Regions from separate parts of the Sus scrofa genome. Here region 2 is linked to region 1. A link is a contact called in public HiChIP or PLAC-seq data. All regions are on one chromosome and are shown on one strand. The core of a region is the stretch at or near the end of the contact, and the rest is flanking DNA. Distances in the headings are between cores, read along the strand shown.

Region 1 (7,139 bases), core at 2,425-4,924:
AAAATTCCATATATATCTTGGAAGATAAATTTCCTAGGAAGTAGATTTTTTATTAAAAGGACATAGAAAATATAAGAGAAAAAGTAAGAAAATTGGAGAGTCAATCTGTGAGGACTCCCTTCCAACTTAATGTGTTTCCAGAAGAAGAGAGAAACCATCTTTTTTTTTTTTTAACATTCCAGAAAATGGTTCAGAACCGAAGTACATGAATTTCCAGACTGAGATGGTCCACTGAAAGCCAAGTAAAACAATGAAGAGAAAGACTTGCAGTGAGGTATGTTATAATGACACTTCATTACAGAGAGAAAGGACATCACAAAGACAAGAAGAAAATCCTGAAAACTGTCAGAGAAGGGGAAATAATGGTATTCAAAGCAACGGGAATTAGAATGACAGATCTCTCAATGGTAATAGTGAGCCTGGAAGAGCAACACATTCCAAATTCAGAGGGCAAAGGATTTCCAATGCAGACTTCTTACCAGATTCAACTAGCAGTCAAACTTGGAAGATCTCAAAAAATGTATCTCCCATTGCATTCTTTTGGGGAACTTCTTTATAGAAGATGTGTTTTATCAGCAAGAGAACAGAAACAAAGAAAAAGGGGGACGTGGGTCTACAAAACAGGGGATGCCCCCTGAGAAAGAGCAAAATGAACCCCTGATATGACGATAAAAGGGGATTCGAGGATGGCTGTGCCCAGGTCCCAAGAGCCACAAAGCCAGCTTGGAAGAGGTCCGAGGGCCAGGTCAGACAATGAACCAGGTGAAGCAGGACATACCTGCTATTTAGCAATGTGGACAAAGAGGGGGTGAACTGGTTGTCTCTGGAGCACAGGCGTCAAGGTTGGTGACAGGTGGGGCAAACGACTGCTGTTTCTAATAATAAGCCTTATAGAAATATCTGACTTTAGAATTATGCATCTGTACAGCTTTGATAAGGAAAGAAGCGAAGCTCAGGCAACTGATCAGAGTCCAGAATGAGAACTCAGGCAATGATCAGGAGAACCTGCAGCTAGAAGGCAAAGGTAGTTTGTAAAACCTCTGGGAAACAGAGAAGAGCTACCGAAGGCGGGGCTGAGCACCTGGCAAGAGCAGGTGAGAAGAGAATGGCCCAGTAAACAGACAGGAATGGGGTCACCATTTCTTTTCAAGGAAAACAGTTCCTAACTGTGTCCTTGCCTGGAGTTACTGAGGTCAGTAGGAGCAGAGGAGCGGTAGGAGCCAAGTGTGGCGCCGGGAAGTGAGAAGGCAAGCAGAAAGGCCGTCTGGGGACACTTTGCTGCTCTTTAGCCTGGCTCTCTTCCTTTCCCCTAGATTAGGAAGACGGCGACTCTATCTTCTGAGACAATGAAGTTCGGCCACGCCAGCTCACAGAGCTCAAGGCTGAAAGGGCACAGGCAGGGGTGAAATCCCAAGTCCACGTTGGTCCCCCCATCTCTTTCTATGGTGCATCCTATTTCCATTTCCTCCGTGTAAACCACTTCGACAACTCTTTTCTTGCCTTTAGAACCTGACACAGGTCTGGTTTCCCAAAGCCCACCCTACCCATGAGTCCTCACGGCAGCACCTGAGGGACAAGAGGTTTGACCATCGATCCTGAAGGCAATTAACTACAGGTGAATCCTGTTAACGTTGTTAACACCTCAGCCAAAAGAAGAAGGCCACGGTGCATCTACAGGTTAGTGAGGATATGACAGCCAGGTTAACACTGGTGGGAGGGAGATCTCCTTGAACCTCACTTTGATTCACCTGCAGAGTGAATTCAGAGCTGCAAAACAGTATCGAAGGGCAAAGCCTGAAAGTACCGTATTTTTGTGTATTTCAAGATACTTCCACATAGAGTTTACGCCATCCCCCTTATGGTAGGAAACTCAGCTTGACCTATTTTTATGGAAAGTATTTACTATTTACATTCACAGAATCTATTCTCCCAGAAGTGGTTCCCAGGGTGACAGCTGTAGTTCCCGCATCTTTCCCTCCCATATCATGAGAGAAAATTTGACTTATTTCACTCCCAGTGTTTATAAACGGCTTATGAGAGAGTAGCAACATGACAGAAAGTGTCATTCTCTTCCTAAACACGCATTGTTTTTTAAAATCTTTGATTTGTGGATGCTTCAATCAAAACAGTCTATGCATCAGTGGTGGGGGAGGTTGCCCAAGCAGGGTGTTTAGTAGTTTACCGCAACGATCTGCCCCCAAAGGAGATCATGACCACTTGAGGGGTTATAAACAGTTCCTGCTGGTGGAAGCCTCAGCTTTGCTCTACCCCAGATTCCTTCCCTGAAAGCCGTAGCGGGGAGCAAGGGGAGAAGGGCAGTGTAACACCGGCTTCCGCTTCTTGGGGTTCAACAGCACCTCTTATCAGGAATGACTGAAATAACCGTGGCTCTGGAGCCCCTCCAGACTTGTCCCTTGGTCCCCCCAACTCCCCCAGCGCCCCTGCCCCGCCCCTCGCATGCACTCAGGACGCCTCCTTCTGGCTAGCGACGGATAAACCAGTTCCAAGTCGGTTGGTTACTCCTCCCGAGAAACACAAATCATCTCTAAACATGCAAATCCCCCAAGTCAAAAGCAAGACCCCCCCCCCCCCAACTGATCTGTGAGATGCGTTCAGCGTGCGGGAGTGCGCTGCTGCGTTTCTCCGAGGCCGTGGCTCAATTTCCACATTGATGCTTGCTGCCTCCGGCGGCACCCCAACCCAGATCGGATGGGGAAGCCTGAGGTTTTTGTTTGCTAAGCAGATTCCTACCTCCAGTTTTGAAGTCACCTTCGGGGGGGCTCCTCTCGACGCCTTCGGTGGAGGCTCGGCCAGGAGCAGCTGGCCCGGGATAATCCTCCGGGCTGGGCTCACACGCCCCGGGGCGCGCGCGCCGGAGCCTAATCACCTGCCGGCCGCGGGCGGGGCGGGGCGGGGCGGGCGCCCGGCCTGGGACTCGGCCCCACGCGCGCCCCCCGACGGTCCTTGCGCAGCACGGTCCCTGCGGGAGTCCCGAACGCTCCCCTCCGTCCGCTATGGGTCCGTGGGAGGCCCCCTCCGCCCTCCTCCAGCCCCGGTTGGAAGGTTATGAAAAGACTGTAATGGAATCCCGGCTCGGCTCGTCACTCCCCTGCTCACTTGTCAAAACTCCACGGCATTCCAGAACCCCTTCCCCGGTCACTCCCCTCGCAGGGAAAAAGGAACCGCCCCGGGGAGCTTTCAGGGCGTTTGGGGTTTCTGAGACCGACACCTTTGTTCCCATCAAGTGCCCCGGAGCTTCCAGCGGTAACCGGGAGCAGGTTGGAGGAGAAAACGCCCTGCCCAGATACCCTCGCCCGGTCAAAAGTTCTCCCTCCGGCCGCCGCGATTAGCTCCACCTCCCCGACATCGATTCATTTCATAACCGCTCCGTTTCATAATCAGCAGCAGCATGGGTTCTTACTGGGGGTGGGGTGAGGGGGAGCCCCAAACTAGAATCACAACCATCACACCAGGCAGGATATCAGGCAACTTTCCAGAGAGCTGCAGTCAGATTCTTTCTGCCGGAGAAACCAAATTTACCACTGCTGAATTACAATCGCCGGTGACTGCACAACTTAAGCATTTCCTTTATACCTTCTCCTGCTCCCGGGCCCCTCCCGTCTTCTGCTGGGTTCAGTCAACAAGTCGTCCCCGGGAGAGGCATGAATGGGTTTGGGCCGCGCAGCCATCTCTCCAGCTGCAAACTGATGAGGAAGCCCGACCCACGAGGCTGAATTGTTTACATCACACCCACCGAGGGCTTCCTGTCTTCAATTAATGGGAATACAAATAAGACAGGAAAAGGGTGTTTGCTTTTCTTAGAGCAGGGGTGGGGGCTGGCGGGGTTGGGGTGGGGGGATCGCCCACGGTTCATTGCCCAAAGAGGTTGCTTTGCAGAATTTCAATTGTATTTTATTCTTTCGCCCCACTTTGAACACTTGTTGAAAAGGAAAATCGTTGCTGTGCCAAACCTCAAACCATTAAGGAACTTCTGCTCAAAACACATTTTCACCTGGCTTGGAAAGGGATCCAGGTTGGAGCTCCCAGGGGAAGCTAGAGGTACAGAACCTCCTGCCATTGAATGGCACAAATGTCCCCATAACCTGAAACCCTGTGCCAGACAGGCACAACACTCACCCCACTCCTTGGGGTTCATACTAGAATCTTGCCCCAGTCCCACTCCCCAACCCTTTATCTCTCAGCTCTGGTTCTCTTCTTGGGCATCCAGCAGCCCCTTAAAGTAAATTAGCTCTGCAATAGAATTCAAAGCAATTAATTATAAAGGAGGAGGCAAAGGAAGGCTTCAGTTCACCATTACTGCCCCTGGAAAGGGTAATGAGAGCCTGGGAGGGGCTAACCCATGCCCAGGCCTGCCTGGACATCTGCCCACTCTCAGAAGCAGCCCACAGAGCACATGGTAAATAATGATCTTAATCACCAGTCCTGAAATTACCCCCAGTTGCTTCCTTCAGTTTGGCATGACAGCAAACCCAGAGATGGGCAGTACACTGGAAGTGCAGGAAGAAAAAACTACGGGATAAAGTGTATCTCAAGGAGGTATGGGCACTTCAACCAACAATGACAACGGCATTCAGGAGGATAGTATATGTGCCCAGTGAGAACAAGTTCCACAAGCAGTCCTCAAAATACTGCAATTCCTGGGTCAAAGCAAGTTAGGCTGGTGATTTTAGAAACAGCCAAGTGTATCAGTGCTCTCTGATAAACAGTGGCCACCTTCCAGGCATTATGGGTCCCAGGGAACAACAGCTCCTCCCTGCTTCCCTTTTCCTGTCGGCCAGGAGGTGGTGGTCCTGGGAGAGTCATTAGCATACTTTTAGGTGGCATCTCGGTATCTGATACATTTTATGGGAGTTCGGTTCAAATTGAATAATCTTCTAGTAATAATTTCATGAGTGCTCCCTTTCTCCCTTCGGATTGCTTTCTCCACTGACAGTTTTCTGCTAACTTTCTCTCTTCCTTCCATCTGGTATGTAATTTATGATGTGCAAACCAATGCTGTTTAAAGTAAATCCATGATTTGAAGCATAATGCAAATAGCCCCCTCTTCCCCCACCAATTCTGTTGCCCAAGCTCAGAGTGTGTATGTGCTAAGAATTAAAATCTGACCACATCTGTATAATATCTTAATTTCAGGACATATGACATTCTCATCAGCAGGCCAGAAAGATATGATCTGGTCTGTCTTTTCCCTCACCGGGTTTCACCGTGGACTGGAAAAGAGATCAATGGCTCAGTAAACAAAGGGGTGCTTAAAGTGTGGCCTCCAATTTTCTCCTAGGTCTGGTTTAAATAATACTTAAAATTGCTATATGCACACCCAGCATCTACAAATAATATTAATTTAGTGGGGATTGCTGATATGCTAAGAGAATCCAAATTGGCTTCAACACATGAAGGAAATGTTTCATGAAAACCAGTTTCGAGTTCAGCATGATGTCTGACGACAAAAGTTGTAGCCTGAGGGGTGATGATCAAAATGACAGGCATAAATGGGGCTTAATATCTAGATTGGAGAAAAGCTGACAAAGACGTTAGGATCACAGCAGATCATGCATTTAATAGGAATCTGTGCGTTGTGCTGATAAGAAATAGGCAACGCAACAGTGGGGTAAATTCAGCTGGTGGGAGTCTGACATGAAAGGAAAATGTCTCTCCCCATTTCTGCCTCCCCCATCATAAAGAATTTGGCAGCAGGCAGACTCTTATTCGGGTGGTAGGTCCAGGCTGAGGCCCCTTATTTTAAAGGGTGACAGGAAGACACTGGAAAGGTTCCAGAGGAGAACCAAAATGATTAAAGAGACAGAAAATAGAACCTATGAGGGAAGGTTAAAGGATTTGCAATTGTTTAGTCTAGAGTGAAAAAGTGCCTGAAGGCAAACTTAACAGTCCTCCCCTCCCACTTGAGAGGTTATTATAAAGAGGACACCAACCAGCTGGTCCTCATCTCTTCAGAAGACAGAAGAGGTAAGAGCATCAAAACGCAACATTAAAATTTGGGTCAGACACAAAGAAGACTCGCTTGATGATAATGGTAACTGACATTGACATCACCAGGCCTCTCAGACTTTATCCTAGCGATAGTCTTGCATGTTTAGGCACAAGCCAGGCTAGAGAACGTTCCTTCCTTTCTCGGGCCACGGTATTCCTCCTTATCCTATTGAATGTGGGGGCGATGGTTCTAAATATCCACATGCCCTAATTCAGAAACAAGGTGCCACAAGAATGCAATTCTCTTTTCAAACATATACCCACAGCTCATTGGACCTTTGTTTACTGGGATGGGTATCTCTAAGAATATGCCCGCCTTCAGACATTGATAAGCATATTTTACAGATCCAGTCCTCTATACTGTCTCTATGGACAGGCACCTTTACTTTTTCTTTAAAGTAAAAAAGTAGTGAGCAGACAAATATTAGTTGATGATGATGAAAATAATAATAATAGCTATGAATTATTAAATACTTCCAATAATTATGTTGCGTACGTGCTAGCTACTTTATGTAAATTGTCTATCTCATTTAATGTTTGCAGCAGCCCTGTGAAGTGGGTATAATGATTAGCCTTATTCTAACACAAGGAAACTGATTCACAAGAAGGTTAAGTAACACAGCTAGGAAAGGCTGGAGTCCCAATTCAAACCCATTTAGTCTGACTCAAAAGGGTGTGCTTAACCATTCATTCTTAAGACCTCTCATTCTTAAGTATTTTTAGGTCTTAGGAGTGAGGAAGCATTGCAAAAAGAAGCATTTATTCTTGTTGACCCAGAATGATTAAAAGCCAAATCTTCCACAGGTTTACATCACCTGGGGAACACAGTTGTTTTTTTTCCCCAGCGTAGCAGAGGAAGGAAGAACTGACTTCGCCTTCTGATCAGAAGCATGCATTGCTATCTCCCACAAAGCTACAAAATCTAATCAAAGTCTACCTCTATTTTATCCACTAGAAACACTTAGCTCTTCATCTGTACCCTGTCTGATTTTGCACATAGTGGTTGTTCCATGACTGTCGAATGAATGAATACAAATGCATTATGACTTTGATGATTTAAGACAAACTGAGCTGAATTGAATTTTTCCGTCATGCTGGTGGTCAAGGCTCTGTGGGTCATTTCTATGGGC
Region 2 (7,139 bases), core at 1,302-3,801, 210 kb before region 1:
TAGTGTCCTGTCTCCTCTCCATGCCAGCTCACTCCTTAGATGCCAACGTCATGGCTCTTCTGGGTAACAGAATTGTTGGAACAAGTTTGTGGGTGATATCAGTGGCCAGATACAGTGCGCCACTCAAGAAAAATTATTCTTATTTGCTTTTTTCTCTAAACAGAAAATATTCATTTGTTAGGGTTCAGATCTCTGTGGGGCATTCTGAGAAATGAAAGCGCTTCAGAATTCCCTTCATGGCTCAGGTGTTAATGAATCTGACTAGGAACCACGAGGTTGCAGGTTCGATCCCTGGCCTTGCTCAGTGGGTTAAGGATCCGGCGTTGCCGTGAACTATGGTATAGGTCGAAGACGTGGCTTGGATCCCATGTTGCTGTGGCTGTGGTGCAGGCCGGCAGCTGTAGCTCTGATTCGACCCCTAGCTTGGGAACTTCCACAGGCCACGGGTGTGGCCCTAAAAAAAAAAAAAAGAAAGTGCTTCAGAGAAGCATTCTAGATATGAACTCATGGTTTCTTTTGTTATTGTTTATTGCCACAGCCAACTTATTGAAAGACTTGTAATGACTACTCAGCTTCTTTGAAGCTCTTATACTTGGGGCCAAGGTAGGGCTACACAGCTGTTAACTCTTACTTGCCCAGCAGGTGGCTCCCTTGACAGATGGTTTATGTCCACTTAGGTGGACAAAGGTACTTGTGCCTGTTCCCCACCAGATGCCTAGCCCTGTTTGAAGGATTCACTGCAGACAAATTCTAGGTGTGGGGGGTAAGTGGGCAGGATGGTAACCAGTTTCTACCAGGGAATTAAAACATCAGTGGTAGTAGCAATCTAACACTAAAAATTCAAGACAAGCAAACCTCTGAAGCAAGTGAGACAGAAGTCAGACTGAGTTGCAGAACTGGCCACTTGAAGGGCTCACCTGAGCACTAAGGTAGCGGCTGTCCCATCTTCCTGTGTTTTCTGAATTTCACTCACCTCTGATTGTGCTTTCGCTTCCTGAATGAGAGTTAGGACAGTAGATTTTGACCCCACGGATGTCAAAACAGACTGCAGTCTTTGCTGGTTCCCCGCCGAGACCAGAAGTTGATGCAAACTAAATAACATAAATGCATTTGAAGAATATTAAAGAAAAAAGCAATTTCTCCATTTTATTAGGATGCATTTAAAACTATCTCCTTTCTACATTATTGCAGGTATTTTCTGATTTTCAAGCTCTTTTGCTCGCAATTCCCATTCCAAACTGCTTGAAGAATCCCACATGCTGAACAGGAATTTCATTCACTACCGACAGCAGTGGAATTCCTATGGATTCTGGGATCCCTCCAAGATGTTAGGGGATGTTCTGGAGTTTAACAGAAAATCTCAGACATATTAAATATTCTATAGGCTCGAGTGAAATATTTTAAAACAACCTAGAAATTTCCTGTTAAGATTTCAGTCACCTTCAAAGGCCCCGAGCTTCCCCTGTCCTGCCATTTTTCTCACAGCGCTTCTGCCTAAGTGCCCTGCCCTACAGAAGCCTCTCTTTAGAGCAACATTTTGGCAAACACTTTTCCTTGCAGGCTCTTTATTTTTCCTGTAATGATATTAAGAACAAAATTAGAGGCTAGAATAAAAAAAGGAGGACGTCAGTGAAATTTATTCAGAGAAATCTGAATCAAGTCTTTTGTTTAGCTACTTGTGTTCTTCCAACGTAACTTCCTACTTTTGACAAACGGACCGTGGGTTATGTAAGATTTTTTTTTTTCTTTTTTCACTACTGTACCGGCGGCATGTGGACATTCCCAGGCTGGGGGTTGAATCAGAGCTGCAGCTGCTGACCTATGCCACAGCCACAACCATGCCAGATCTGAGCTGTATTTGTGACCTACACCGCAGCTCGCAGCAACGCCGGATCCTTAACCCACTGAGTGAGGCCAGGGATTGAACCCACATCCTTACAGACATTATGTTGGGTTCTTAACCTGTTAAGCCACAATGGGAACTCCACGTAAGAGGTTAACATTAGAAGGAGCTGGGCGAAGGATACATGGAAGTCTGTACTCCCTTTGCAACTTTCTATAAATCTAAAACTAGTCCATAAAAAAGTTTATAGAAATAAAAGAGGAGGGGCAGACACTTACTTAACTGACCAGCTTTTTCCGGAAGGCAGATCCTGGGTTATCTCACTCATATTGGGGGCTGAACTGGGTGCCCTGGGCTCAGTGGCTTTAGGGCTGGCCCTGTCCGCGCCCTTCACGGGGCAGGAAAAGGCGGTGGACCCCCTGAGGCCTCCAGGAGGGGAGCCAAGTGACCTCTGGGGGACGATTTGCAGCTCGGTTTTGAAGAGCACAGCAGTCGGCCCAGCTGAGAAGTCCTCGCTGCAGAGCTTGTCAAGGTCAGGCATGCTCAGGGCTCTCAGCTCCTGCAGCTTCGAGCGGGACAGAGGCGAGGCCTGGGTGTGACGCACGGAGGACTTATTCCTCTTGGCGGGAGACGCCGGGGTCACCGCTGGGGTGGGGATTCCCGAAGGACCCAGCCATCTCTTTGGGTCCGAGTCAGAGCCCTTGTTACCGGCCTCCACCAGGCTCTGCCGGGAGATGGTCAGCATCATGCTCGACGGGGACTTGGCCATCGGGGGGACGACGGCGCTGGCTTCACCTTGGCTTTCGCTGCAGGAACTCAAGCTGCGTCTCAGTGACCTCGATACTGGGTCACTGGCGTGGCCGAGGCTCCCGGAAGCCACGCTGCCGGATGACCGTCTCCCAACGGGAGGCTTGGAGCTGACCGACAGAAAAGGGGAGGCCCCGGACTTGGCCACAGGCCGGTCAGAATTGGCCAGGTTCTCAAAAGACTTGATCCTCTGCTTCACAGAGAAATATGAGGTAGATTCATGGGGCCAGTTCTGCTCTGCGTAGTAGTGTCTTCTGGTGACTTTGATTTTGTCTGTGAGCAGGCAGCTCGTTTCCGGCACTGAAAGGACATCCCCTTCGTCTGTGGTTGGAAGGTTCCTCGACGTCTCCAGCAGGGGCTTTACGCTATACATCCCCTGTCCATTAACCAGGCCCAGCACAGCACCTCTGGATGCCTTGGCCTCCAGGTGGCCCCCGCTAGCGGCAGGGCTCTGGCTGTCCCGGGGGGTGCGCCCTGGGCTGTGCAGGATGTGCCCCTCTCGGCTGAAATGGCTGGAGAACTGGGCTGGCATGGAGTAGGTCCTGGTCGCTGGCCGTGGCGTGAAGTAGGGATGGTCATCCAGTGCCGAGCCCGCTGGTGCACTGCTCCTGGACGTCCCAAGGGCGTCTGACATCTGGCCTGACTTTCCCTGGCAGGGATCTGCCTTTCCAGCTGGCAGCTGCGGGGAGGAGGAGGAGGAAGTCAGTTTCGCCATGGTGAAAGATCTCTGCGTTTCCAGCTCTCCCTGGGAGGTCCGAGGCGTCAGTGAGGATGGATGATTTGGGGAGGATTCCACTGACTGGTGACAGAGCCTGACTTCACTCTTCTCCTGACAGTTGCTCTGGGCCAAGAACTCTCCCTGTCTGTCACTCTCAGCTGTCTTGTCACCACATGTGTTCTTTGGCATCCTTTCAGAAGAGATCTCAATGATTTTCAGCTGGTTAGTTCTTTCTAGAGGCTCACCAGCAGCCACTTTGCTTCTTTTGTCACCAGTCACCCCAGCCTGGGTGGCTTCTGCTGCTGAGTCCAAGTGGCTGGATTGGGGCCGCTGGCCCTGCCTGGGAGGGGTGGCTTCCCACTTGCTGGCCCCCGAGGACCCACTCCTTGGTGCCAAGGGACTCGCAGGCCCTGGGGCTGCAGGGGAGCCTTGCTTTCTGGTCCACACTTCGGAGACCTGGGTGCTGCTGGGCAACCTCGGTTGGGTTCTGAGTGCACAGCTGGGTGGAGCCTACCGCAGGCACCTTGCTCAGGAAGAGTCCTGGGGGAGGACAAGGGTGACGTGAACGTCCTGATGCTGGTATCCGAGGCCGAGGGCTTCAGGGAGCCTGGGGCCCCCAGAGGAGGCTTGCCCTCCAGCACACTCTGGGGAGATTGGGGGGCTGCTGCGGTGTTTTGATCCTGTTCCTCATGGTCAGCTGTGTGGAACCGGTGTGCCACCACCTTAGGAAGCATTTTGTGGGTGGCTTGGGGGGAAACAAGGGCTTTCCTGGGCTCAGTGCTCCCCGCCTTCCCCGTGTGAGAGGTGGGGGCTCGGAACTGACTTTGCTTTTGCTTTTGATGCTCAGTCTCTTCAGCTTAGGACCAGCTTTGGTTTTCTGACAGTTACTCAAAAGGGTGTCCATGGAACTTTTTTTGGGCGGGTCTTTATTCTCAAGATTCAGCTTCAGGAGAGGAGAACTATCCGGCACAGCAACCCCCTTTCTGTGGCTTGAGCCCAGCGCCTGACTTTTGGGGTCTGGACTTCTGGCCAGCATCGTGGATCGTTCTGTTTCGGCTTTGCCCTGCGGATGTGTCCCTTGGTTGTTTTTATTTATCTCTTTAAACCAGGCCACGATGGGCCGCCTGGAGATCATTTTCGGCTTCTGTAGCGAGTCATCTGGGTCCTGACTTTCGGAGATGTGCAGGTTCCCCAGGTCCGGCAGGCCGACCTCAGGGACATCTGCGCTGAAGGAGGACCCACGTTCAGTGGTTGCACGTTTGTTTCTTGTTCCTTAGGTGGGGTCTGCTCCTCCAGCCAGTCGTGCTCCAAACCATTCACCATGTTAGGAGAGCTGGGGGTGTCTGGGGGGCCTGGAGGAGGCCGGGTGGCTTCCCCGTGTCCCCTGCCCAAGGGGGGCTGTGGTCCAGGGACACCCTTGCAGCCGCAGGAGGGGGTGGCTGGGGAGGGTCCAGGGCTGTGGGGCCCGAGGCAACAGGTGTCAAGGAGGCTGTGTGGCGGGAGTCTCCCTTTGCTGGGCCCAGGGCTCCCCGCTTGAAGGGCAGGACCTTGGCGAAGGCCGGGCCGACGGCCACCCGGGCAGAAGCAAGGGCCGGAGCGGAGGGCCGGTTGGGGGACCCACTCGCGGAACAAATTTCAACCTGCTCCTCCTCAGACTCTGTAGTGTCTCCCTTGTGAGAAGACCCACGAGGACAGGGACGCGGAGGGGACCAGCTGTCCCGGGCGGGAGCTCGGGGGGCTTCGGAGAGTGACTCAGGGTCGGAAGATGAGTCCTCAGCATCTCCGTACATGGACGAGAGGGACGGCTCCGTGCTGTCGCCCAGGCCCGAAAGTGACGTACTGTCTTCGTGGAGGTTGCTGAGATTTCTAGAGTAGTTGCTCAGAAAGCTTTTATTCACAGCAAAGTGTTTGTCGGGATTGATGGAATCCAGAACCGAAGGCTGGGCAGCCCACTGCGGGGGCGGGGCCGGGCCGGCGGCACGGGGGCGCCTCGGGGTGGGGTCGGGGGTCTGGCTCTCAGCGGCCGGCGGGGGGCCCTGGGCAGCGCCCTCCTGGCTCAGTGGCTCCCCTTTCTTGGTAGTTGGGAGCCTGGCTCCAGAAGCATCCAGCTCCTCGATGAGCGTGTCGATGTCAGTCATGGGGCTCCCCTGGGGGCAGCCGGTTCCCAAGGCACTGCCGCGTCCCTCCCGGGCCTCCTGGCTAGGGGACTGAGGCGCCCTTACACAGCCGGAGCCTGTTCCCTCCTGCAGAGACAACTCTTGGCATTTTTCAGGGACGAGGATGCCTGTGGTTTGCAGAGCCTTGCTCTGGTGACCTGGAAGCTCCTGTCGTTTCTCCTGGGATGTGAGGTCTGGTGACAGCACGGCGCTAGCTGGAGATGTCCCCTTGGCTTCGGATCCCACATCCCTATGCCAGCTGCCTTCCTGATGGCATCCGGTGAGCTGGCTTCTGAGACTGCTCTCATCTCCAGCTCAGGTCCAGCCATTGCTGTCTTCCCCGGGGATGTGCTGTCCTCAGACATGGGGACCCTGGGTGACTCCGGCTCTCCAGGGCCCTCAGGATGCCTCACTCGCCCTGTGTCCACAGAGGTGTTGCTGGAGTCAGGGTGAGCCTGTCCCGGGAAGGGACAGGGCCTGGGGAGCTGTCTTGTCCTGTGTTGAAAATGAAAACAAAAGGTGGGTTGGTGGGGGAGACAAAGGGGAAAGGTGAGAAAATAGAAAACCTCTCAATTAAAAAAAAAAAAAAACAAAATTGTAAACAGTTTCAATCTTTTTGGGTCTTTTTCAGAAGACATCTCACAGCTTTAATGTAGGCCTTCTTGTCGTTCTGTTTTTGTCTCTAAAATTACAGAGTGTTCACATCTAACAAATACCACCCTGCTTTAGAGGCTCTAAAATAACTCAGACTGGCTGGCAGACTGAACCTTTGCTTCTGCCCTTTTTGGATATTTTTAAGGATGGGGACACCAGAAATCCTTCCACTTGTCTCTCTACACCATCCGCCCTGTGATGGAAAAAGCCACAGGAGTCAGGCCGTTGTTCTATTTTTTTTTTTTGTCTTTTTAGGGCCGCACCCATGGCATATGGAGGTTCCCAGGCTAGGGGTCTAATTGGAGCTGTTGCCGCTGGCCTATGCCTCAACCACAGCAACGCCAGATCCAAGCCGAGTCTGCGACCTACACCACAGCTCAGAGCAATGCCGAATCCTCAAACCACTGAGCGAGGCCAGGGATCAAACCTGCAACCCCATGGTTCCTAGTTGGAGTCCTTTCCGCTGAGCCACGACGGGAACGCCCCGTTGTTCTATTTGACTCCTCAGCTTTGATGATTCTGCAGATGTCCCTGGTTGATCACATGGGGGTTGAGCCCAAGGCAGAGTCAAGGCTAAAACAGTCCAAGCGGGGAACTTTAGGGACTTAGTGCCTAGGGCAGGAGAGGAGGCTAATTTGGGAAAATACATGGAATGCTTCAGATGGGATGGTAAGCTGTCCTGGGCTCTAGCATGCAGGACGGGTGACCTAGGAGGTCAGATTAGTCTGGAAGCTGTGACAGAAGAGTGGGGACTTGAGTGGGGTTCTGGAGGGACAGTTTCACTCCAGATGCATAAGGAGAAAAGTGAGGTTGGATAGGGCATCACAGCAGAGAAGCAAGAAAGAGCACGAATATAAATGAGGTGCCGGCAAAGATGACACCTGCCTGGAGAGAGTGGGAAGTCAAGTCACCTCATGAGATGAGTTCTAGCGCCTGTCCTGGAGATGCCTGCTGAAAAGGC

What was found. HiChIP or PLAC-seq counts read pairs in DNA pulled down with a chosen protein or histone mark.
Region 2: an H3K27ac HiChIP or PLAC-seq map of skeletal muscle shows a contact between it and region 1. The contact joins two enhancer-like sites. A contact is called at or near these places in 6 of 47 Hi-C or Micro-C datasets (brain, embryonic fibroblasts, heart right ventricle and 3 more) and 1 of 2 datasets of contacts at active chromatin or transcription factors (skeletal muscle).

What each region holds. Positions count from the first base shown.
Region 1 is chr16:18,122,031-18,129,169 of Sscrofa11.1, reverse strand. All of the region lies in intron 2 of PDZD2 (PDZ domain-containing protein 2), which reads right to left. Among named protein-coding and RNA genes, the nearest start is that of PDZD2, 190 kb to the right of the region's middle. Within about 2 kb of position 3,674, at least 41 of the 83 cell types and tissues checked have an H3K27ac peak or open chromatin away from gene starts, as enhancers often do. A contact at or near this core is called in retroperitoneal adipose tissue, skeletal muscle and subcutaneous adipose tissue, where this site is marked.
Region 2 is chr16:18,330,238-18,337,376 of Sscrofa11.1, reverse strand. It overlaps PDZD2 (PDZ domain-containing protein 2), which reads right to left. Exons shown (of 33, transcript XM_021077090.1): 22 at 7,090-7,139; 23 at 5,781-6,019; 24 at 4,790-5,778; 25 at 4,625-4,787; 26 at 4,182-4,622; 27 at 3,793-4,179; 28 at 2,122-3,790; 29 at 974-1,091. Among named protein-coding and RNA genes, the nearest start is that of MTMR12, 200 kb to the left of the region's middle. Within about 2 kb of position 2,551, at least 17 of the 83 cell types and tissues checked have an H3K27ac peak or open chromatin away from gene starts, as enhancers often do. A contact at or near this core is called in retroperitoneal adipose tissue, skeletal muscle and subcutaneous adipose tissue, where this site is marked.